2 separate regions of the Zea mays genome follow, and region 2 is linked to region 1. A link is a contact called in public Hi-C data. All regions are on one chromosome and are shown on one strand. The core of a region is the stretch at or near the end of the contact, and the rest is flanking DNA. Distances in the headings are between cores, read along the strand shown. Region 1 holds the start of LOC100192524. Region 2 holds the start of LOC100279826 (Bax inhibitor 1).

Region 1 (6,665 bases), core at 1,482-3,981:
ACGGTTTGTTGGCCATGCAAGCTGAAGCAGCTGCAGCAGAGATTTTGGATGCCTGGTTCTATTGCCGAATTTTTTACTATTTAGTTTTTTAAAAAAGAAAATATGCCAACAAAATATATGTGGGCTGCGATTTTCCTGGCGGCAGACGTGGTAATGTGGCAGGCAGCTCGGTGCTTGGCACCATAAAACACGACACCGTTATCAGTGGCGCTAAACTGCTTCCAAATGTTGGGGTGTTCGTCCCTAATTATGTCACACTTTATATAAAAATATCTCCAAGAGTCTAAATATAATTTTAGCTAAATTTAAAGTTTTATGACTCTAAGAACCTAGATATAATCTTAGCTAAATTTAAAATTTTATGAGAATAGTAAAAAAAAAAAGATAGCTATCTAAACACATACTCTCTAAATTATCTATCGATATTCAAATCATAGCACATCTCGATGGCAGGAGGGTGTGCAGGAAGTGGAGCACACACATGAGGGAGATGGTGGAGCACACACATGAGGGAGATGGCGAGGCGGTGGACGTGGCAAATATGCCTAGCGGCGTGGATGTGATACCAAACAGGATAGACTAGTGAGTAAGATGAAGAGTTTGTTGGATCATATTTTAATCACCAATTTTCTATTTTTACCTATACTAATAGATTTAGCTAGGTTTTTGGAGTTGCTCTAAGGTCAGTCTATTCGAATTGAAGAACTAATTTTAGATAAAAAGGTGAATAAATTATGTTAAGTTAGACAACGAACCAGACAGACCGCCAACCGAGTTTTGGCCTATTCCTCTATTTCTTTGTCTATATCGGTGGTAGAAACGATCATGCCATGTTGCAATGGTTTTTATTTATGATATATTAGATTATTTTACCTTGAATTGATGCTGATATTGTACAGACTAAAAAAACAAAAAATAGCTATTGTACATTTGTACTATCGCTCAGTCTTTGAACCATTTGAAGCAACATGTTTGATTGACCTAGCGATATACATACATGGATGTTACGTGAAACAATATATGTCATGTGAAAATCTATATGTGCGTAAAGCTAAATGGTCTGGCCATTAATTCTAACTCTAATATGTCTCGGGAAAATTAAATAAATCACGACTTCAAATGGTATGTAAGGTACGATAGGTACAAAGAGCTAAATAGTTCCGTCACTAGTCCGTACATGTATTATATAAATTTATTAAATCACGACTTGTAATGACATGTGAGAAACTGTAGCTACGTAAAGCTAAATAGTTACACCACTGACCCTAACACGCTTAAGAAAATTAAATAGATCATGACTAAAATTTAAAACATCTAGAGACATAAAGGTACATATTTTTTAAAAAAATATTAAATAAAAAATATGTTCTTGTTGAAAGTGGAGCGGATGGCCAAAAAACGGTATGTTTGGTTCAGTTTTTTTCGGATCAGTTTTTCTGAAAAAAACCATAAACAAACAGGGCCCAAGTAAACAGAGTGAGAGCTACGCAGCATACAACTTTTTTTGCAATTTTTATCAGCATATTCGCTTGGCTTTAAACACATCATACAACTTTTGTAATTATTTTTTAGTATGTTTGTTTGGTTTTAATTTATATTAACTTTTACCGCTTCTACAGTATTTTGTCTCTATATATGGCACATATAACAGTCTAAACAACTAGCTTTCATCTGAAGCGAATAATCTTATCTTTATCCATCGATGGGGCAAGTGTGAGTTGTGCCTGTGCATAGAGCCTCTAAATTGACGGGACTCTATTTTTTCTTTGGTCTATTAATAAACAGCAAGTAGACGTCAAAACCACCACTACTTTTTTGTATGTTCGTCCGTCTCACGCTGTGATGATTATATTAGAATACAATTACATGATGATTAGATTAGAATACAATTACAACGAAGAGGTTGACACTTTTCTCTTAGAACATGACGTCACAGTCTGAGAATATGAGGTCAACATTGTATTTACTCTTTTAACATTAATATTTGATATGAAATAATATACATTTAAGTTATTTAAGTGATTAAAAACATGCGTTAGTTATACGGGTTGATTCGCTCCGAAGCTGCATATTACTGGAGACAGTCGTGATCTCTATTAATGGTAGAGCTAAACAAAATATTCGTAACTCGTGGTTAGCTTGATTCGGATCATTTTAATTTTGTCATGAGCTGAGCTAGCATTTTAACTCAGTTCGTTAACGAGCTAACTCGTTAGTTCGAATGAGCTAGTATTTATCATCAAAACAAAGACTACACTTGTATTGGATGGACAAATAGGTGATAAACTATGTTAATTTAGGATTTTAATTGATGTGATATATGAAATTATGAGTGTTATTACTCTTTTCTAGTGTTAAATTAGTATAAAATTAATTAGCAATTGATAAACTATATTCGATTATTCATATCTATGTGAATTGAATGAGATTGAAAAAAACTATATTTTTTGACTTGTTTAGAAATTAAATCCACTCAATTCACATGGAGAAACGGACCTTCAACTCCAATCCGCTTCGCATGCGGCCCCACCAGTCAGGCTAACCAGTTTACCAATCTGACGCCGTCACAGGTCACACCGTCTTTACTAGAGAGAGCGCCAATCCTCCCCATCCCGACCGCCGCCCCCACCTCCTCCGCGGCCGCCTCGCGGCGATTCCGTCCGCATCTGACCCCGATCCCAGGGGCATCGTCCTCACCTCCTCCGCCAGCTGCCGCTCTTCCGTCCTCTTCCGCAGCTTCTGCGTGGGGAAGAGGCGGTGGCGGCCGAACCAGCGTAGTCGTCGCCGACGCCGCTGCCAGCCGCCATGGAGGCGTACAAGCTCTGGGTGCGCAGGAACAGGGACCTCGTCCGATCCCTCGAGTCCCTCGCCAACGTACTCCCCCGATCCCGCTTCCCGCTCTGCTTCCGTTCCGTCATAATCGTTTCGTGCTATCCGTTGGTTGGTGGTGGGGGCCGGTGATGCGCTTGCTAGTAGGGATGCGTGCCTCGCCTCGGGTTCGTTGAACTTGAATCGCACGGTCTCGTGGTTGGTCGTGGGTTACTCTACTCGGTTCGGTTGGGTCGTGCGCGAATTCATGTGATTCCGCTCGTCCTTGCGACACCATGCCCTGTTCCTTACCACGGTCCACGGATGAGTACTGGTTTCGCGTTTCCTTTGCAAATTTCTCTTGGTTCTGCTCTACGTTTCTGGTGCTTGTCTTGAGGACTTGAGGTTGCAGATTCTGTATCGCAGCTGGTTTAGCTAATCGATATGATATATGAGGCCTAGGAGTTGCCACTTTGCTTATGCTTGCTTCAAATCTTTTCAGGGGCTCACATGGATACTCCCCGAGCGCTTCGCCAACTCTGAGATCGCACCGGAAGCAGGTGATCTCAAGGATTCTTCCTTCAGTTGGGAGTAACATTTAGTTCCATTGTGTGGTTTTTGCTATCTGAATATATTGCTGGTCACACATATGTTTGCTGGTCACACATATGTTTGCTGGTCACACATATGTTTGGTGTCTCATAGATTTGGATTTTGAGCTTTACCAGTTTCTTATCTTTGTGATTGCAAGCATTTAAGCTTATCAAACTGTGTGAGCTGGTATGATTTCGAAATAGGATGTGCAACTTCCATGCTGCAAATATACTTGTGAGGTGTGAGCTGCTAGAAGTAGAATTTGCTGAAATTGTTATAAAGAGGCATAGCTCATGTATCTTGTGATATCCTGCATTTCCTAGTGACTGTTAAGATATATGAATGACAGGCGTGTGAAGTTGACGAGTGCATGTTGCTTGTGATTTCACGTGTCAAAGCCCCCTTTTTTCCATAATTATTAATAAGTGACATTATATAGGGAACATATAACAGCAAAAAATTGGCAACTGTATTTCCTATTGGGTAATGTTTCCTATATTGGTGTTACCGTTACTATAAATGATTTCCTAGGTCCCTGCAATCTCTTGTCGGCATGCACAGAGTGATACATGATCTTTAGTGGTTGAGGCCAAAATGTGATCCATATTATTGTGCCAAAATAATCTGTTTGTTACACTACCACCCAAGTGCAAACTGCAAACCATCCTGTCCTGTTTGATATTGCTCTAAAGCACCTAGGTACCAGAAGTCCAGTATGCTACCATGGTCGCTATGTGAGTTATCTCATAAAGGAAATAAATGATATTTGTTCCTATCAGGCCATCTATTTCTATGGAACTCATATAGTCATGTGTAGCTGCCTAGGGTGGGCTTAGCACTAGAGTGATTAAGCTTATTTCAGAATTTGTGTTCGCATTTTTATCCTTACCTAAAAAGAATTACTAGTGTTGTATGCTCATTTTGTGCTATTGGACGTAAGAGACCATTGGAATATGTTTCACTGACCAATCTGAATAAGCCTTAGTGTTTAATATTTCTGTATTGAGCATATATGTTTTGCTTCAAGGTATTATTTATCAGGGAATCAAATTAATTGCTATTACCAAAAATATGTAATTGCACACTGTTTGTTTTCCCAACTATTTTGATACTAATCTGAGAAGAAATTGCAGAGATTAGCTCTTGAATTTACTATAATTTTGTCTAGGTGATTCAATCCCCTATGCAATAAATCAATATTTTGTTCTGTTTGTAACATATGCATACTGATATAGTAATGTTTTCAAGAACCAAAGACATTGTTTACAGTTTTGATTGAGAGAAGTCTATTTATAAGACAAGCTGCTGCTCGTTTTGATCTTTTGCTGCATCAGATAGTTCGTTTATTGGTTGGCTCTTGCTGCCCATCTAGAGTACTGTAGGAGTATGGCAATTGACCAACTATGTAGTGGCATACATCAGCCATGTATTAGTAGTTGGGGGCTGAGCCAAGCCATGTACTAGCGTACTATATAGTCGGTACTAGACTTGTATATATACTAGACAATGTAATAGAGGAAGTAGTTCAGTTTGATACACATTCAGTGCCTACATGTGTGCTGAGTGTATGCTCTGTTCTCGCCTCAGCTCATCTTCTACCTAGCTGTGAGTCGTGAGAGTGAGCTGATTGCTCACCTGTGCAGGGTGATCAAGGGCCAACATATTTTGAGTGGTATATACTTGATTTCTTCACATTAACACATACTTCATTGTCTGAACAGTATATGCACTACTGGGTATTGTGAGTTCTGTCAATCAGCACATAATTGATGCGCCCACTGAGAATCACTCATTTGCCTCCAAGGAACAATCTATCCCATGGGGTCTTGTTGTCTCTGTACTAAAGGATGTGGAGGCGGTTGTTGAGGTTGCTGCCCAGCACTTTGTTGGCGATGATCGCAAGTGGAGCTTTCTTGCTGTTACAGAAGCAGTGAAGTAAGGCTGTTACTTTTTTTTGGTTAGTTGCATATCTAACTGGTGTTGTTCAGCGTCAGACAAAATCATAACAATTATGCAATATTTCAGAGCAGGTGTCAGGTTAGCTGCTTTTCGGGAGAGTGGATACAAGATGCTCTTACAAGGAGGGGAGGTGGTAAATGAAGAAGAGGTGACCGTTCTTGAAAATAGTTATGGAGTAAATGGTAATGGAGTACCAGCCATCTATCCGATGGATGGACATGCAGAAAATGGTCACAAAACTATGGCCAAGGGTCTGGATGGTAAAAATGGATTTGTATCTAAGAGTCTTGAGAAAAGAGCAGTAGCTGCTTTGAACAAATTTGGTGAGAACGCAAAGATGATGTCTGATCCTATGTGGATTCGGAGGCTCCAACCTACTCCTGAGCCAACTGGTAATAAATTTTAAACTACGAAGAAGTTCCAATGTTGTCCTGTACCTATCATGATAGTCTGATTTTGGTCCGCAAACTCAAAATAGCACACAACTTGGCCCTTCAGGTTTTTTGAAACTGGTTTTTGCTGACATGGCGATGGTTTTGCCATGTAGGATGGGTTTATATTATGCACAACCATTCACTAGATTGAGATGAAATTGAGAACCGAATTTAATGGTGAAACCATCCTACGTGGTATTTAGATCTACTGCTGACATGGTGAAACCATCACCATGTCAGCAAAAATCAGCTTCAAAACAGCTGAAGGGCAAAAACTACCTGTTATTTGGGCTTGGGGCTAAAATGGGACCCTCATGATAGTTCAGGTCCAAGGGCCAAAAATTGACTTTTATCTAGTTAATTATCTTGATATTTCTACTTGATACTTCTGGGTCTATGTTTTTTCTGTTCTTATAGCGAGTTAAACCTTCTGCACTGTGCAGTGATGGTTGCCGAGAAGCCAACTTTGGCAAGTATTTGGTCTGCTAAAGGCGGTACTGGGCGCTTGTTTGTTTTAGGGGAGGTTGTTCACATATTCAGGCCACTTGTATATGTACTTCTGATCAGAAAGTTTGGAATAAAATCGTGGACCCCGTGGCTAGTGTCGCTAGCTGTGGAACTCACAAGTCTAGGCGTCCATTCCCATGCAACCGATATGAATCACAGATTAGGAAAAGTGCATCAGCTCAGTTCTGCTGAGAGGGATGAGGCAAGTTGACTTCAGTTCTCTAACTAGTTAAATACTTAAAATATGTTGTAATTTATCCTTACCGTCGCTGAACTAGCTATTCTTTTGGTTCGATTCTATCAGTTGAAAAGGCGAAAGATGATGTGGGCTCTTTATGTGATGAGAGATCCTTTCTTTGCCAG
Region 2 (6,667 bases), core at 1,205-3,704, 380 kb after region 1:
ACCATCACATATTAATAGATTTTTCATATTTCGGATTATTAAGTCTATTCGGGTTTTAAAGGTTAGGAACCGAATCCGAACTCATACCCCGAAATATAGCACATATAGGAACCGAATTCGAACCCGAAAACCCGAATAGACCGACAATTCGGTCTATTCGGATTCGGTAAGTTTGGGTTCGGTTTTCGGTTTTAAAATGCCCACCCCTAGCCAGCAGTCAGCCCGTGGATGAATTCGTCCATCGGGTCCACCCACTCACTCGCGTTTGTATGCTGGTTTTGGCAGGCCACTGAAGCCCAACGACGCAGGGTCTCGACGGCCCGCTTTACGACACTGGCTGGCTGGAGCCTAATATGAACGAGGGTCAAATCGCAAATCACACCACCACCATGTATGTATGTGTTGCTATAGAATAATCTGTATGGTTTGACTTTACGTGACTAGAGACTAGACCAAATCATGACCGGGACCTTTTTCCACCTCTTGTGGGCTAGAAAAAAAGTATATATGGATGAAAATTATGTGTAGGTAGAAATCATACGTACGAAGATATACACCGATAGATCCTGGAAAACCAATGAAGGTACAATATAATTTAGGTCCCGTTTGTTTCCTTTTATTTTATGGAATTGGAATCTTACTATTAGAATAAGCTATTTTTTTAGAATGTGACATTCTACCACTTTCTAAAGTTATCATATAAGTCTATCTCAAATTCATGGGTTGAGAGATGGAAATTGATTCTATAGATTTACATACTATTTTTCCGATGTACAACTTATAGCACACTCTTCTACTTGCTTCGTTATAACATGAATGTAGTATATAACTATCTCTCTCATATTATTTAAGATAATATACAAATATATTATATAAATAAATATATAAACTTAATTAGTTTTGTCTAAATTATAATTATTAAAATGGAATTCAATTCCAACGAAACAAACGGGGCCTACTGGTTTACAATGTAGATTATCCAATTCTTTAATGGTGATGACATTTCTTGGCTGGCTTCGCCCCTACTAGCTTAATTGGAATGGAAAAGTACGTGTGGTTAATTACTACTCGATCGATGACTATCTTTAATGGTGATGACTAGCTAGCTCCCGAGCCACAGCGAATAGGGATGGCAATTCTGCTCGCGGGCACGAGTATTCGCAGGTTTCGTACCCGATGGACATGGATACGGGTAAGAAATCTCGCCCATGGGTAAGGATACGGGTAAGATTTCTCACTCGCGGGTAATTGACGGATATAAAATTTTGCCCGCGGGTATTACCCGTTACCCGCTTAATTTAATAGCCCTTCAAAATATCGCCCTATGTGTTCATTTTATCCTAAAACATTGTGTTGTAATAATTAATATCTTAAGAGTTTGAGACTTATGTTTGTGGATGATCGGTCATGTTTGTAGACTTTGAAGTTTGAACTATGTTCCTTGTCATTATATTATGTCTGTCAAGTTGTTGATGTTCTTGGTGAAATGAACATGACCACATACTCGTATGGTAATTTCTGGCGGGTAACGGGTTGCCCGATATCCTGCGGATACGGGCACGGGTCGAAAATTTTACCCGCAAGCTCTCGCGGGCACGGATAAACACTAGAGGCGCGGATATGTTGGCGGGCGAGTAAATGTCTTACCCGCACTTTACCCGACCCGCTGCCATGTCTAACAGCGAATCTTTGCGCCTGCCGTTGTTGTGGTATGCATGGCATGGCAGGCAAGTCGTGGTGGGAAGCTTCCTCCCGAGCTGGACCAGAACGCCAGCAAGAAGCCGGCCGCCGCCGCCGCCGCCAGCAGCGACCGTACGTCGGGTTCACCATCTCAGAATCTGTCGAGGCACTAAAGCATTGCCTGGACCTGGTCGGTCGATCGACACAAAGCAGCAGCATGCACCTTGGTTTTTCTGTTGGCGGCTGTGGCGCTCATACAACGAAATGAAGAAGGAAAGGAAACAACCTATCATATGCACTATCAGAACGCAGTTGAGTATGTAGTTGACACTTAGGGTCTGTTTGGTTTGTAGCTAACTGTGCCATACTTTGTTCTAGGTTAGTCGTCTGAATTGAAAAACTAACCTTAAACATAAAAATTAGATAAAATGTGGCAACTTAGTCATCAAACTAAACATGTCCTTAGTTCCCCCGCCCCCGCCGCCGATTCAGAGGCAACACCCGCCACCATCATCGAGGACGTACGAAGGGCGATCGAGAGGAAGCAGCCAGGCGATGCTTCACTTGAGTCAAGTGCACGCCAAGCAGAACCGGTATGCATGCTGTGTGTTGGTGGGGTGTTCCTTCGCGAGAAGTACCAGCCCAGTGCGCGGCCGCTTCCTTTCCTTTCCTTTCCTCGCGAATCCCACCCACCCAGTCGGCCACCCCCACCCCCACCACCGCACCCCACGTATATAAACCGCCTCGGCCCCCGCGGCATTCTCCCAGCCCAAAGCCATAGCCACCCACGACACGACTCGATTCCCAGATCCAAATCCATCCATCCATCCGCAGCGGGCAGGCACACACACACAGGCTTTGCGTTGGCAGGGATGGACGCGTTCTACTCGACCACCGCCTCCTCCACGTCGTCGGCGCCGTACGGCGGCTACGGCGGCGGCGGCGAAGGCTGGGGCTACGACTCGATGAAGAACTTCCGCCAGATCAGCCCCGCCGTCCAGACCCACCTCAAGCTCGTAATATACGCCCCCCCTCCTCCCGTATATTCCTTCCTTGCCGTTGAGAACTGCGAATGCCACCGGTTGGATTGGAATGGATGCATGATTCGTCGTAAGGACACGATTCGATTAGAATAATTACAATACGTGGCCGATATAATCGTTTTAGCAAGCCGATTCCATTCCATTCGTTGCGTTTCGGTCACGATTTAGTCTGCTCGAGAGACGACAATTTGATTCAATTATATTCTAATCTGATCTGACCTTGGCTGTTGGTTTCGATCGGTTCGCTTTTTTTTCCTGCAGGTTTACCTCACCCTATGCGTGGCGCTGGCCTCGTCGGCGGTGGGCGCGTACCTGCACGTCGTCTGGAACATCGGCGGGATGCTGACCATGCTCGGCTGCGTCGGCAGCATCGCCTGGCTCTTCTCGGTGCCCGTCTACGAGGAGGTCCGTCCGATTCGTCTCTCCTTCGTCATCAGTTCACCTACCTAGCTTCGCTCGCTAGCACATGCACAACCCGATGATGACGACCATTGCTCGGCATCCCCTGCGAGCCGTGCAGGCATGCGAGCGACGAATTTGACAAACGAAAAATGTCAATTCTCTCTATCTCACACGCTGTGTTGCCCTGATCGGTCGTGCGTGCGTGCAGAGGAAGAGGTACGGGCTGCTGATGGCGGCTGCCCTCCTGGAAGGGGCGTCGGTTGGACCCCTCATCAAGCTCGCCGTGGAATTTGACCCAAGGTAACGACGAAACGAACCTACCTAGCACCGTATACCTGTCTCTTCGGAAACTGTTTTAATCAAATCAAACACTGCGAGCTCGATCACGCATAAGCTGTACTAGTAAAGAAATGTGTGCCGTTATTGACCGCGCGCGACATACTGTTCCTATGGGATGTCAGATGTGTGCGTCGCTGTCCACTACTGTTCCTCCTGGCCGCAGTTTTTCTTCCGGTAGTAACTGGGATAGTTCAGAATGAGTGCTATAGAGGCAGAAATTCGTGATTGAACTGCTGTTGTTACTGCTCATCTCCAGCTAATTTTACATTTTCCCGTGTACTGACGGCAGTAGTTTTTATTTTCTCCCTGTTTCTCTGCTTGTGTTGGCAGCATCCTGGTGACAGCGTTCGTGGGGACTGCCATTGCGTTCGCGTGCTTCTCTTGCGCGGCCGTGGTGGCCAAGCGCAGGGAGTACCTCTACCTGGGCGGACTGCTATCTTCTGGCCTCTCCATCCTGCTCTGGCTGCAGTTCGCCGCCTCCATCTTCGGCCAATCCACTAGCAGCTTCATGTTTGAGGTGGGAGATCATATGGAACATATTCACTGATGGCATGCAGATCTGTGGAACGAATATATGCGCGCGGCGCGGCTTAATTAACTTGAGTACTTTGACGCTGCAGGTCTACTTTGGGCTGCTCATCTTCCTGGGCTACATGGTGTACGACACGCAGGAGGTCATCGAGAGGGCGCACCACGGCGACATGGACTACATCAAGCACGCCCTCACCCTCTTCACCGACTTCGTGGCTGTCCTTGTCCGCATCCTTGTCATCATGGTGAGAGCTATCTACTACTGAGCATTTCTTTTGGTGACATGAATTGGTGTACGGTGTCTGATTGACCGACTGAACTGCTGGTGTGCCATGCAGCTCAAGAACGCGGCTGACAAGTCGGAGGACAAGAGGAGGAAGAGGAGGAGGTGGTGAAAATCTGTGTGCGAACACAGCACTCAAGGGAAGGGAAGGCCACTGGTGCGTCTGAAATGAAGCTCCCACATAACTAGGTGTATACATACATATATAGGAGCGAGGAGTTACTTTGGGGTGGAACTGAACTGTGCAAGTGTCGTTCCTTTGTTTTCTCTTGCTCTGTCATCAGTGAGCCTGTTGATAGTTTTGTCCTGTCCTGTGAATGAATGTGACAAATCTCCACCAGTTTAGCGTCTGGCATTCTGACCAAATGGGAGGCACTGTTCCATCCTACTACTAGCAACACGGCTTCGTTTCAGTTTCTTTAGCTGCAGGACAACTACGTAGATCGAATCTCCACTGTGAGCGTTTCAGCGCGCCGCTACAATCTTCATCATCCATCCTCACCCAACAATTTTTTTTTTGCAATTTAGCTCTTTTCGGGTTTTTTTGCACAACTATACACTTTGCAGTTTAATTTCAAAAAATAAACCCCGAGCTCGGCGCCATTATAACTGATGCCGAGGTAATGTGTGACGGCGCCAACACAAATGGCGCTTGTCTGGCTGATGTGGATGGTGAGGTGGCGGGGACGTGTCAGGGGGTCGGCGCCAAGATCTATGGCGCCGACCCCTGGTGGCGGCGGCGGGTGTCAGGGGGGTCGGCGCCATAGATCTTAGCGTCGACCCCTGGCGGCGGCTGCGCACGTGTCAGGGGGTCGACGCTATAGATCTTGGCGACGACCCCCTTTATACCGCACTGGACAGCTTTCTTCTCCATTCTTCCTCAAGCAAGCTGCCACCGCCCCGGTTCCGCCCTGCCGCGCCGGCACCATGCCCCGCCGCTCCGTGCCTCGAGCCCCGCCGCGCCGCCCCTGTTGCCCGCGCCCCGTCGTGTCGCCGGCGTGCCCCGCGCCGCCCCGACGCCGCCGGCTCACCTCCTCTCGCCACCGTCCGACGCCGCTCCGCCGTCCCCGGCTAGGGATGAAAACGGGACGGATACAGCCGGATACAGGGTCATCCCGTATCCTACCCTAATGTATTTCTCTCGGATACGGGACCGGATACGGGTAGTTAAGATTCGGGACGGATATAGGACGGGATCGGGTAATAATCCGGACGGGTAAGAAACGGATAACGGATACTACTCGGGTAGGTACCGGATAATTGTCGGGTAGTTTATCCGATGATATTAATTGTCCAATCATCCATAAGTTAAGCAATACATAATCATGTATATGATAGATCAGATGTAAGAAAGGAAACCGGTAAAATTGACATCATGCAGTTCAAAGTTGCTTATCACAAGGACATTGTAGAACCAACACCGCAATATTTAAAATTCATAAATATTCTAGTTTCACTAAAAAATTGCAAATAAGTTACAAAAACTAATAAACATTTTATATGATGATAACTCAAGTCCTCGTATGAAAATGATAAAGTGAAGTACTGATTATGTTGAAACTTAGATACTTACACTAATTTCACATGTAACTCCTACAAATAAGCGAAAGTGAAAGGAAAGAAACGTGGACATCTTATAGATCTTATGATCCAAACATTTTTTATGGTTACATATGGACATATGTTGTATCTCCATAAAATTTCACGATTTTTTGAGGCTATTTATGTATTATTGATTTCTTGTCATAGAAAATCATCAAAATACAATTAAATCATTAAAATATTGTTTAAACAAAAAATTGATGTATTACAAAGTCATAGATCTCTTCAAGCTCTACAATTTTCATATAAACTTTATCTTCATCCGATTTCATATGTAAAAGTTATGATTTTATAACTATATTATGCAGAAAAAGAAAAAACGGGTACCCGAATTCCGGGTACCCGTATCCGACCCGGGATTTTCGGGTACTGACCGGGTATTAGTGATTCCGTATCCTACCCGTATCCGAGATTCAATATCCGGGTAATACCCGTATCCGTCCCGATAAACAAAATACCCGTATCCGTATCCGAAATTACGTCCCGTTTTGGTACCCGTATCCGATACCCGTTCCGGGTACCCGTCCCATTTTCATCCCTATCCCCGGCTCACCTCCCCACGCCGCCGTCGTCCGACCCCGCCCCCGCCCCCCGTCTAGGTAACTTTTTGAGTATTTAGTTAGTATTTTTAGTTAATGTGTTAGCATTTTTGTTAGGCATGTTAGATTTGTTGCTATAATTAGTTGTCTGTTGAATGTGAGTATCATGAAAATGAATGTGATAAATGCGAATTTGATCGAATATGATGAATGTGAGTTGAATGTGCAGGTTTTAGTATCCTCCCCAT

The links. A called contact is a pair of places that touch in the nucleus more often than the background predicts.
Region 2: a contact with region 1 is called in a Hi-C map of leaf, with 5 times the contacts expected there. The contact joins the promoter of LOC100279826 here to the promoter of LOC100192524 in region 1. A contact is called at or near these places in 3 of 25 Hi-C or Micro-C datasets (ear, leaf and tassel).

Annotation. Positions count from the first base shown.
Region 1 is chr4:247,074,987-247,081,651 of Zm-B73-REFERENCE-NAM-5.0, forward strand. It overlaps LOC100192524, which reads left to right and starts at 2,732. Exons shown (of 8, transcript NM_001137744.1): 1 at 2,732-2,874; 2 at 3,311-3,368; 3 at 5,124-5,337; 4 at 5,428-5,753; 5 at 6,239-6,504; 6 at 6,607-6,665. The coding sequence starts at 2,806.
Region 2 is chr4:247,459,634-247,466,300 of Zm-B73-REFERENCE-NAM-5.0, forward strand. LOC100279826 (Bax inhibitor 1) reads left to right here and starts at 2,455. Exons shown (of 6, transcript NM_001152780.1): 1 at 2,455-2,696; 2 at 2,985-3,128; 3 at 3,334-3,425; 4 at 3,795-3,981; 5 at 4,085-4,240; 6 at 4,334-4,636. The coding sequence starts at 2,553. The coding sequence ends at 4,390.